Regions from separate parts of the Rattus norvegicus genome. Here region 2 is linked to region 1. Evidence: chromatin contacts called from public Hi-C data. All regions are on one chromosome and are shown on one strand. The core of a region is the stretch at or near the end of the contact, and the rest is flanking DNA. Distances in the headings are between cores, read along the strand shown. Region 1 overlaps Prpf40b (pre-mRNA processing factor 40 homolog B). Region 2 holds the start of Bcdin3d (BCDIN3 domain containing RNA methyltransferase).

The links. Hi-C and Micro-C count contacts between places; a contact is called where the count stands out from the background.
Region 2: a Hi-C map of Schwann cells shows a contact between it and region 1, with 6 times the contacts expected there. The contact joins the promoter of Bcdin3d here to the enhancer-like site in region 1. A contact is called at or near these places in 7 of 12 Hi-C or Micro-C datasets (the A7r5 cell line, Schwann cells, frontal cortex and 4 more).

What each region holds. Positions count from the first base shown.
Region 1 is chr7:132,330,555-132,335,035 of GRCr8, forward strand. Prpf40b (pre-mRNA processing factor 40 homolog B) reads left to right here. Exons shown (of 25, transcript NM_001134583.1): 19 at 120-257; 20 at 468-563; 21 at 743-829; 22 at 1,002-1,179; 23 at 1,430-1,491; 24 at 1,586-1,723; 25 at 1,806-2,358. The coding sequence ends at 1,898. Fmnl3 (formin-like 3) reads right to left here. Exons shown (of 26, transcript NM_001399766.1): 25 at 4,342-4,465; 26 at 2,576-3,566. The coding sequence ends at 3,301. Among named protein-coding and RNA genes, the nearest start is that of Prpf40b, 14 kb to the left of the region's middle. Within about 2 kb of position 2,422, at least 30 of the 93 cell types and tissues checked have an H3K27ac peak or open chromatin away from gene starts, as enhancers often do. A contact at or near this core is called in Schwann cells, where this site is marked.
Region 2 is chr7:132,487,298-132,491,691 of GRCr8, forward strand. Bcdin3d (BCDIN3 domain containing RNA methyltransferase) reads right to left here and starts at 1,701. Exons shown (of 2, transcript NM_001108751.1): 1 at 1,427-1,701. The coding sequence starts at 1,663.

The sequences.
Region 1 (4,481 bases), core at 1,172-3,671:
CTCTCTCTTACCTCAGTGTCTTGTTCCTAACTGCCCTGCTGGTTATCTTGGGATTTAGACCTGCCTTCCTGCCTCTCTTGAGGTACTCCTGACCCTGCTCTGTTTCTTTTTGCCTTCAGCTGCTGGAAAAAGCAGAGGCACGGGAGAGGGAACGGGAAAAGGAGGAGGCCCGAAGGATGCGGCGCAGAGAAGCTGCCTTTCGAAGCATGCTGAGGCAGGCCGTGCCTGCTCTGGAGCTGGGCACTGCCTGGGAAGAGGTCAGAAGCACAGCCTGGCCCCAATCACCCTCAGGCCTGAGGGCAGCGAAGCTTCTCCACCACTGAGGGCCCACCCCAGTCACAGCACAAGCCCTGGGCCAGCTCCAGTTCCCTTCCTTCCTCTGCCCCAGCCCTGCCCAGTTCTCGTGGCGGTGTCCAAGCTGGTCCAGGCAGGCCCTGGTCTGATCAGCAGTGCTCTCCCCGTTCAAGGTCCGTGAGCGCTTTGTGTGCGACTCAGCCTTTGAGCAGATCACCCTGGAGTCGGAGCGGATCCGGCTCTTTCGAGAGTTCCTGCAGGTGCTGGAGGTAAGATACTTGGCCACCCTCATCTATGTACCTTGGAACTCCTAGGCCTGCATGAGACCTTCAGTAGCTTGTCACCATGAAGGCCCTTTTACCTGCCCAGCCAAGGAAGGGGAGGGCTGAGGGTGCCCTAGAATAGACAGAAAGCAAGGTTCTTTTACCTCTCCCTCTGCCTCTAGCAGACTGAATGCCAGCACCTCCACACCAAAGGCCGAAAGCATGGCAGAAAGGGCAGGAAACACCATCGCAAGCGTTCGCACACCCCCTCAGTGAGTCGGCAGGTAGAGGGACATGGGTGAGGCGGGACTGTTTCATACAAATTAAACACATCTTTCCCTATACATTACCTCCTTGGCTCTGGACTCCCTGTCCCCAGTTCCCAGATGAGGGCTTCTGGAAGACAGAACCTCTGGGCTGACCGGTATCTACTCATCTGCCCAGGGCTCTGAGTCAGATGAAGAGGAGCTGCCCCCACCATCCCTCCGGCCCCCCAAGCGGAGGCGGCGGAACCCTTCAGAATCTGGCTCTGAGCCTTCCTCCTCACTTGATTCAGTTGAAAGTGGGGGTGCTGCCCTTGGAGGACCAGGCTCCCCATCTTCCCACCTTCTTCTTGGGTCAGGTAAGCAGTTTCTAGGAGCCTGGGAGCTGGAGTAGAGACCCCTGAGGCTTGTCCGGGATTGGGAGGGTCTCGCTGTGTAGCAAGACTTCCTGTCCCTGCCCAGGCAAGGATCTAGGTGAAGGAAGGAAAGCCAGACTCGGCCTTCCTCAGACCACATCTACAAAGAATGTACAGGCAGAGGGTGAGCCTTCTTTTCCTCCCAGCGGGGCTCAGCATGGAGGTTTGTTTTTTGTTTTTTGTAAACCTGTAGATCATGGTCTTCGGAAAACCAAGAAACCAAAAAAGAAAACTAAGAAAAGAAGACACAAGTCGGTGAGTGGAGGAGTCGTCTCGAGGCCCTGCAGTCATTTCACCTGCCTCCCAGCTGTGCCGCTCAACTGCTGAGATGGGCTCTGAACTCTTACAGACCAGTCCGGACAGTGAGACGGACCCCGAAGACAAAGCCGGTAAGGAGAGTGAAGACAGAGAACAGGAACAGGACAGGGAACCCCGGCAGGCAGAGCTCCCTAACCGTTCCCCAGGCTTCGGAATCAAGAAGGAGAAGGTGAATGGGAGGACCTGGCTTTCGCCCCAGCCTGTGACACACTGTCCAAGGGGCTCAGGTAAGTCACACCTTTGCTCAACAGACAGGCTGGGACACATCGGAAAGCGAGCTGAGTGAGGGGGAGCTGGAGAGGCGAAGGCGGACACTCCTACAACAGCTGGACGACCACCAATGACCCCACGAGCTACTCTGCCTTGGGACTTCGTGAGGCAATGGCTTCAGGGTGGCCTCAGCATCTGCCTCAGACTCCTTCGTCTGTCTGGTCTGTGTCCACTTTCCCTACAGTAGCCCACCCCAACGCACTGCCGTGAGCGCCTCTCGAGGTTGCTCTTGGTGTTCAAGGGTCCCCTAGTTCTCAGACAACTAGTGCAGTCCTTGCCCTCAGCCCCAGACCAGAGACGGGCAGTCTATACCACATGGGGTGGGTGATGCCAGTAGATAGTGTGAGAAGGGGTCTCCCAGGAAAGAGACAGGCTGGTTGGACACAGCCTGGGTGGCCGAGGGCAGGGTCCTCACCCTCTAGCATCAGTGCCTGCTCTTGCCTGACCTGGTCCTGGGGCTCTACCACTGCTTCCTCTCCCTTGGGACCCGATGTATGTGTTCTGTTTTGTTTTTTAAATAATATTTATAACATGATCTACGACTTTGTCCACTTCCTGTGCTATCCACTGGGGACCAGCAGAGGGCACCACTGTTCTGACAGCTTTCTCCCTGTGTTGTTAAAGCCCACACAGCTAGGCCCCTCTGACACCTAGACTCATCACTCCTGAAATGGAGGAAAACACTTCCTACCCACACTCATCCTCGTGGCCACCCTACCTGATGCAGAGAAGACAGCGTGGTGCACACGACTTTGTTGAGAGGTCTGGGGTTTATGTACAAGGAAGGAAATGGTACATGTACAAGACAAAGTGCCCTGCATTCCCTTCCAGGGTCAGGAAGCCCAGCAGGGAATTGAGCAGTCAGTCTGTGAGGCTCCTCTGTTGCCCGTTCCTGGGCCAGAATCCACAGGCTGAGGAAGGTGAGCCTGCTGGCACATCCTTCCTCTAGCAATCTTGGAGCTGGTACAGACAGTGCTTCTGCTCTTCAGTCAGTGGGAAGACAGTGGGCAGGGTGGGGTCCAGGCCCTTCCTGTCATTGTTTGGAGCAGGAAGTGCCCATCCAGAGGGTGGCCACCAGGGGTCAGCTGGTCCCACTGCCACCCACTCTCCATGTTAAACGTTAGCCCTTCCCTTTCCACTTTTGAAAGCCTCAAATCTTCTCCCACAACACTTTGGTTTTAAGGAAGTGGAGCAAGAAGCTCCTGCAGTACAATATTGGCAGAGTCCAAGGGTCCATCAATCTGAACACTCTCTAGACTAGTGCTGTGTGTGTGTGCTGGGGGCGGGGCGATCAGTATTTCTCATGGGATGTACATCCTCCTCCTCTTATCCCATGAGACTCTAGGGGAGAGACTGTGTACCCTCAATGAGCTGAAGTTGGAAGTGGTTTTTCCCAGCCCTGAACTGACCCCTTCAGGAACTGAAGTTGAAGACTGGGGGCAAAGTGCACTTTGCGGGTGGGGCACTAGGAGAATGCTAGGCCCCTACAGACCTAGTGCCCACAGTGGCACAGGGACGAGTCAGCCTTAGAGCTGGAGCAGCTGCAGCTGGGACAACATAGCCTTCTGCCGGGCCCTGGGCTTTGGGTTCACTGTCCACGTCTGCAGGACTCTGAGAATTATAGTACTCCTGCCTCCAAGAGGATCTCAATGGGGACCTGGAGCCCGAGGAGGGCCACTGGGTGGTACAGCACTCACTCCTGGCTTGGCTGTGAGTGACCATGGGTTGATGATGGTTGAAGCCTGTGGGGAAAACAAGCGCATGAACAGTGAACAGGCAGGGAGACTGAGCAGGACAGCACCTGAGGAAGTAGTCATCCATGAAGAAGGTAAGGGAGGATCTTGGAGGGAGGCTTAAGGACCAGCTAGAAAAACTGCTGGAGCTCTTTTCAGAGGATAGCATAGGAAACTAAAGACCACCCAGGAAAAGACTGTAAGTCAACTAGATGTCAAGTAGCAGAGGTCAAAGGACATCTATCCTTGAATAGGAGCTACTGCCAGAGCTCTTAGGAGGGCCCTAAGGGAGCCCAGGACCCAAGATATCTTGGGTCTGTGAATGGAGCCTCAGTAATACAAATCATTAGGTCTTGCCTGCTCTGGCATAGCTCCCAACCCTGGCCCAGAGACACCTTAGCCCTTGGATCTTAGTAGCTAGGACAAATTAGTGGGGGGGGACACATGCAGGGATACGCTGTGTTTCTCAGATCATGCAGCATGCAAAGTGTGTCTCCATCACTGGGAGACGCTACCAGTGATTCCAAGGCATGAGAGGGCAGCTGTAGTGCCCAGTACCTGTCAGGGCCCTGTGAGGGCTAACAGTTTGACTCATCATGGTGAGCTGCATCACAGAAGAAGCGTGAGCCCCGCTTGGCAGTACGGGCCGTGAAAGGGACACTCTTCAACACTATGGCCCAGGAGAGACATTGATCAGGTTTTGTGGGGAAATAGACTAGGAAGAATGGCCAAAAGGGGGTTAGGTCAGGCCCTAGGAATTAGGCCCAATGGACAAATGTCCCACCTGTAATGATGTCCTCAATGGCACCATCCTTCCCCTCGTAAACAGGCCGGTGTTCCTTAGCTTGGCGCCGCCTCAGCTCTGCAATCAGCTCCTGCTGCTGCCATTTGTTCCGCTGGGATGGAGTCTAAGGCCAGATATTA
Region 2 (4,394 bases), core at 451-2,950, 160 kb after region 1:
CCCGCTCACCTGGGGGGGTCATCTGAAAATACAGACGCTCACTTAGCAGACGGGGGAAAGGCTGAGATTCTATGTCTCTAGTAAACTGCAGTCACGCTACCGTCGTAAGGACCCACACCACACCACCAGATTTCCTCCTAGCTTGATCTGCTTCCCTCCTATCCGACCCTGCGTTTTTGAGGCTGGCGTATTTGTGGTCTGTGTATTGAGGGCAGCATGGCTATGCAGCGAGGCCTCGTGTAGAACAAAAACACAAGTGAATGCATGTTCAAGAAGTGCCCCAGTCAAGTGCAGTGGTGTCCTTTCTAACGAGCTTCAACAGGCACCGCTTACAGCTTTAAAATCTTTTAAATGTTTTCTGTTTTCCTGCTGGTTTCCTATATCATGGTGACGTTTACAAGGGACACACACCCAGCAGTTTATTTCCGTCTATAGCCAAAAGCTCTCCTCAGCTGAGTACCACCCGGTCTTCACCACCCACTAACGTCTCTTTTTCCCCCGTAGTTTTTGGAAACAGGGTCTCAGTAGCCTAGGCTAGTCTCAGACTTGTGGGGGTGCCACAAGTCTTCTGAGTTACACGTGGGCGAAAGGCCGACATTTGTCAAGTTCTCTCCATCCCCGGACTCCGTGGTGATGGGAACATGGAACCAATGGTGGAGGGTCCTAACTGTTTGCAATCATGGGGTAAACCTACCTGCTTCCGGGACACATTCACTAACTAGCTACAAATAGGTGAGATTGGCATTTCCTTATTTTTGCTGTGGTTTGACTTTAATCGTTATATGTCTGAAAACACTTTGCGGCGGGAAGGGTGGTTAAGGCTTCCCTCCCCTGGCAGAATGATCTATTTTCTTTCTTGATCCTCTCTACTGTTCACCGTTGTACTTCTCTGTTAGCACAAGTTTAAGTAAATACGGCCCTGGCTCCAGGTCTGCCCTGCACTGTATATCTTAAGTTTCAGACGTGATTCTGTCACCCTGGTTCTTATTTTTGGGAACCAGGATTCCCAGATGGGGGTCTCCGTTCCTCAACCAAGAAGACCAGCAAAGCAGAAGAGGAGGAAGTTCTGATCAGACAGTCCTCCTCCCCAGCGGTCTGGCGGGAATTTTTGGAATGAATCGTGGATTACTCAAAATTCCTCACTCGGGGGTGGGACTCCAGAGGGGAGGGCTGGGACCTGAACGTGTCTGTCAACGCTATACTTTAAAAGCCCACACTGGGGTTGGGGATTTAGCTCAGTGGTAGAGCGCTTGCCTAGGAAGTGCAAGGCCCTGGGTTCGGTCCCCAGCTCCGAAAAAAAGAACCAAAATAAATAAATAAATAAATAAATAAATAAATAAATAAATAAAAATAAAAGCCCACACTGGGCGAATTTTGAAGCCACGCCCAGGCCAGCACCGACTCCGATCCCTCCCGCGTCACTCACCCCGGAGTTACACCCCACGTCGAGCCCTAGGATCGGCCTCCTCTCGGGACCCTCGGGAGGGAAGAGCTGTCGAAGAAGCTCCGGGGGCAGAAGGCGGAGCCTTTGCTCGGGAGGGTGGAAGCGGGAATAATGAGGGAAATTTCCGAACGGCGCGGCCCCAGGCTTCAAAGCTGCCGGGTCGTCTTCCTCCACAGCCTCTTCAACGCCCCCTTTGGACAATTCCTGGGTTGCCGCCATCACCCTCGGTCCCCGGGTCGGAGCGGAACCGGAAGTCTGGAGCCTGCGGCGGGAGAGGGGGAGCGCTGCGCCAGCGCGCGTGCGCCTAGGATAGAGATCGGAAACACGTTGAGACTAGGCAGATGAGAAGACTCCCGTGCCCAGTTTGGGCTTTTGGTATCCTATTGGAGGCTGTGATCTTCCCCTCTTAAGGGGCTTGCCCAAGCTGAGGTTGAACCTTGGGCCACTGACCAAAGCAAGGTGTTTGTGGGAGTCTTGGAAATGAAGTCGGTCCAAGTTCCTTTCTTTTCAGATGCACAAAGCGAGCTGAAAAGGAGAAAAATTCCTTGTCTTGGGAGTGCATGTGGCCTGTGACAGGCCACACAATGATAATGTATACCGTGACACAGGAGTTTGAGTCTGGTTTAGTAAAAGGTGGATCACCTGAGGTGCCCCAGGGGAGACAGACATAACTATAGACTTCACTCCAGAGGATGGACTTGCAACATTGATACTTTTCAGCTGTGAATCTCCTGAATTTATCAAAAATCCTGGTGCACTGTTCAGTAAACACTTGTTGAATGAAAGCTATACAAGATGCAAATACGTGACTAAGCCGTATCTGTTTGGGAAGAAATAAAATGGAAGGGAGAAAGGAGTTAAATTGAAAGAGATGTGTTGAGATAAACTTAGATCAAAAGTGGGCCAAGGGCTGCAAAAACGGTTCAGTCAGGAAATGCTTGCCGGGTAAGCATGTGGACCTGAGTTCGGATCCCAAACACCCACATAAAAAGCGGGTGTAATGGTGTATGCTTGTAATCCCAGAGCTGTGGAAACAGAAGCTAGAGCTTCTCTGGAGTTTGCTGGCTAGCCAGCCTCGCTGTGTTGGTGATCTCGAGGCTCATTAGATTCTGTCTCAAAAGATAAGGTGGAAAATGATCCAAGAAGACCCCTGCCATCTGACTCTGGTCTCCACACATGTGTACACAGGCTAGGAAATGGTAACACTTAAAAAACGTTCTAAAGGGATTGGGGATTTAGCTCAGTGGTAGAGCGCTTGCCTAGCAAGGGCAAGGCCCTGGGTTCAGTCCCCAGCTCCGAAAAAAAGAAAATAAAAAAAAACTTTCTAAGTGTGGTCTAGGGTGGGGGAAGCTGGTGAGGAGGGAGACTGAGGAGTCAGGCTGCCTTAGTCCCTGTTCTATTGCTGTGAAGAAACAGGTAACCATGGCAACTCTTATTTAAAAAAGATTAATTGGAGGCTTGCTACAGTTTCAGAGGTTTAGTCCATCATCATTATGGTGGGAGGCAGTAGCTGAGAGCCAGATCCTGACCCATAGGCAAAAGAGAGACTCTGGCCTGTGCCTGGGCTTTTGGAACCTCAAAGCCCACCTCCAGGGCACACTTCCTCCAACAAGGCCACACCCCCTAATCCTTCCAATCTTTTCAAAGAACGCCACTCCCTGGTGACTAATCATTCAAATATATGAGCTTATGGGGGCCATTCCTATTCAAACTATCTCAAAGAAGCCCAGGTTTCTGCTCCAGGTTTTCAAAGAAGCCCAGGTTTCTGCTCCAGTTCTGTGAAGAACCGGTTTCAGGCAGTTGCAGCAGCTCCTGGGAGTTCGTTCTGAACTCTGCTTGACTGGATTTTATGGCATCTTATCAGACGCTTCTCTGGGTCTGGGGTCCGAACTAATGGTAGAGGGGTGTCCTCTGTGAGGGGGGAAAAACCTGAACCACCAAGTTATAAACATCAAACAATAGAAGAGAAAATTTACTTATAATAATCGCACAGTTTAAACATTAGCATTTATCAGAACCATCATAAAAGATTCCCATAATAGGAGGCTTAATTAGCAATGTTTGTATTAGGATATTACTTAACTCCAGTTTTTGCTGAATGCTATTCTATCTCCATGTGCGTGTGCATGCGTGTGCCTGTGTGCACGTGCATGTCTGTGTGTGTCTCCCCTCTCCCCCTCCCTCCTCTTCTTCTCTCTCTCTCTCTCCCCCCCGAGACCGAGGTTCTCTGTGTAGCCTTGGCTGTCCTGGAACTCACTCTATAGACCAGGCTGGCCTTGAAATCAGAGATCCACCTGCGTTTGTCTCCCCAGTTCCAGGATTAAAGGTCTGCACCACCACTGCCCAGCACCAGACCTTATCTTAAAACTGATGATGCCTAGCTCATCTGTCATAAGGCCTTGGGTGTTCAGCGTGTGTGTGTGTGTGTGTGTGTGTGTGTGTGTGTGTGTGTGTGTGTAATAGCTCACACAGTTGTTACAATTATATGTGCTGTATTGTCAATAGGATAAACTTGCTTCCTTGCTGTCAGTATGCAAGGGAACTCTTTGCTCATAACTTTGCGTGGCTGATGACTGGGAAACTTTTCTTCAGACCAGAGTCTGGCTCTGTGTGTGCTAAAACCTTGACTCTTCTCCACTCCCACAGACTTCCAGTCCAAGGTGTTGTTGGACACGTTTAAAACCCTAACCTGACCTAGATGTGTACATGCAGGCCACAACCCCAGGTGATTCATAGGGTGGGTGGGTAGAGCACACAGGAAAGTGTTTCTACACATGTGCACTGAGTGCCCTGTGCCGGTGACTAGACAGACGCAGCATTGACAGCCCTTCCTGGAGTATATTCCCAATTCCCTTACCTTTGCTGGAAGCCAGAAACGCCCATGGCCCTTGCTGCGTCGTACAATACTGGGAGAAAGGTGACTGAGGGGTATAAGCTGCCGTAAACAACG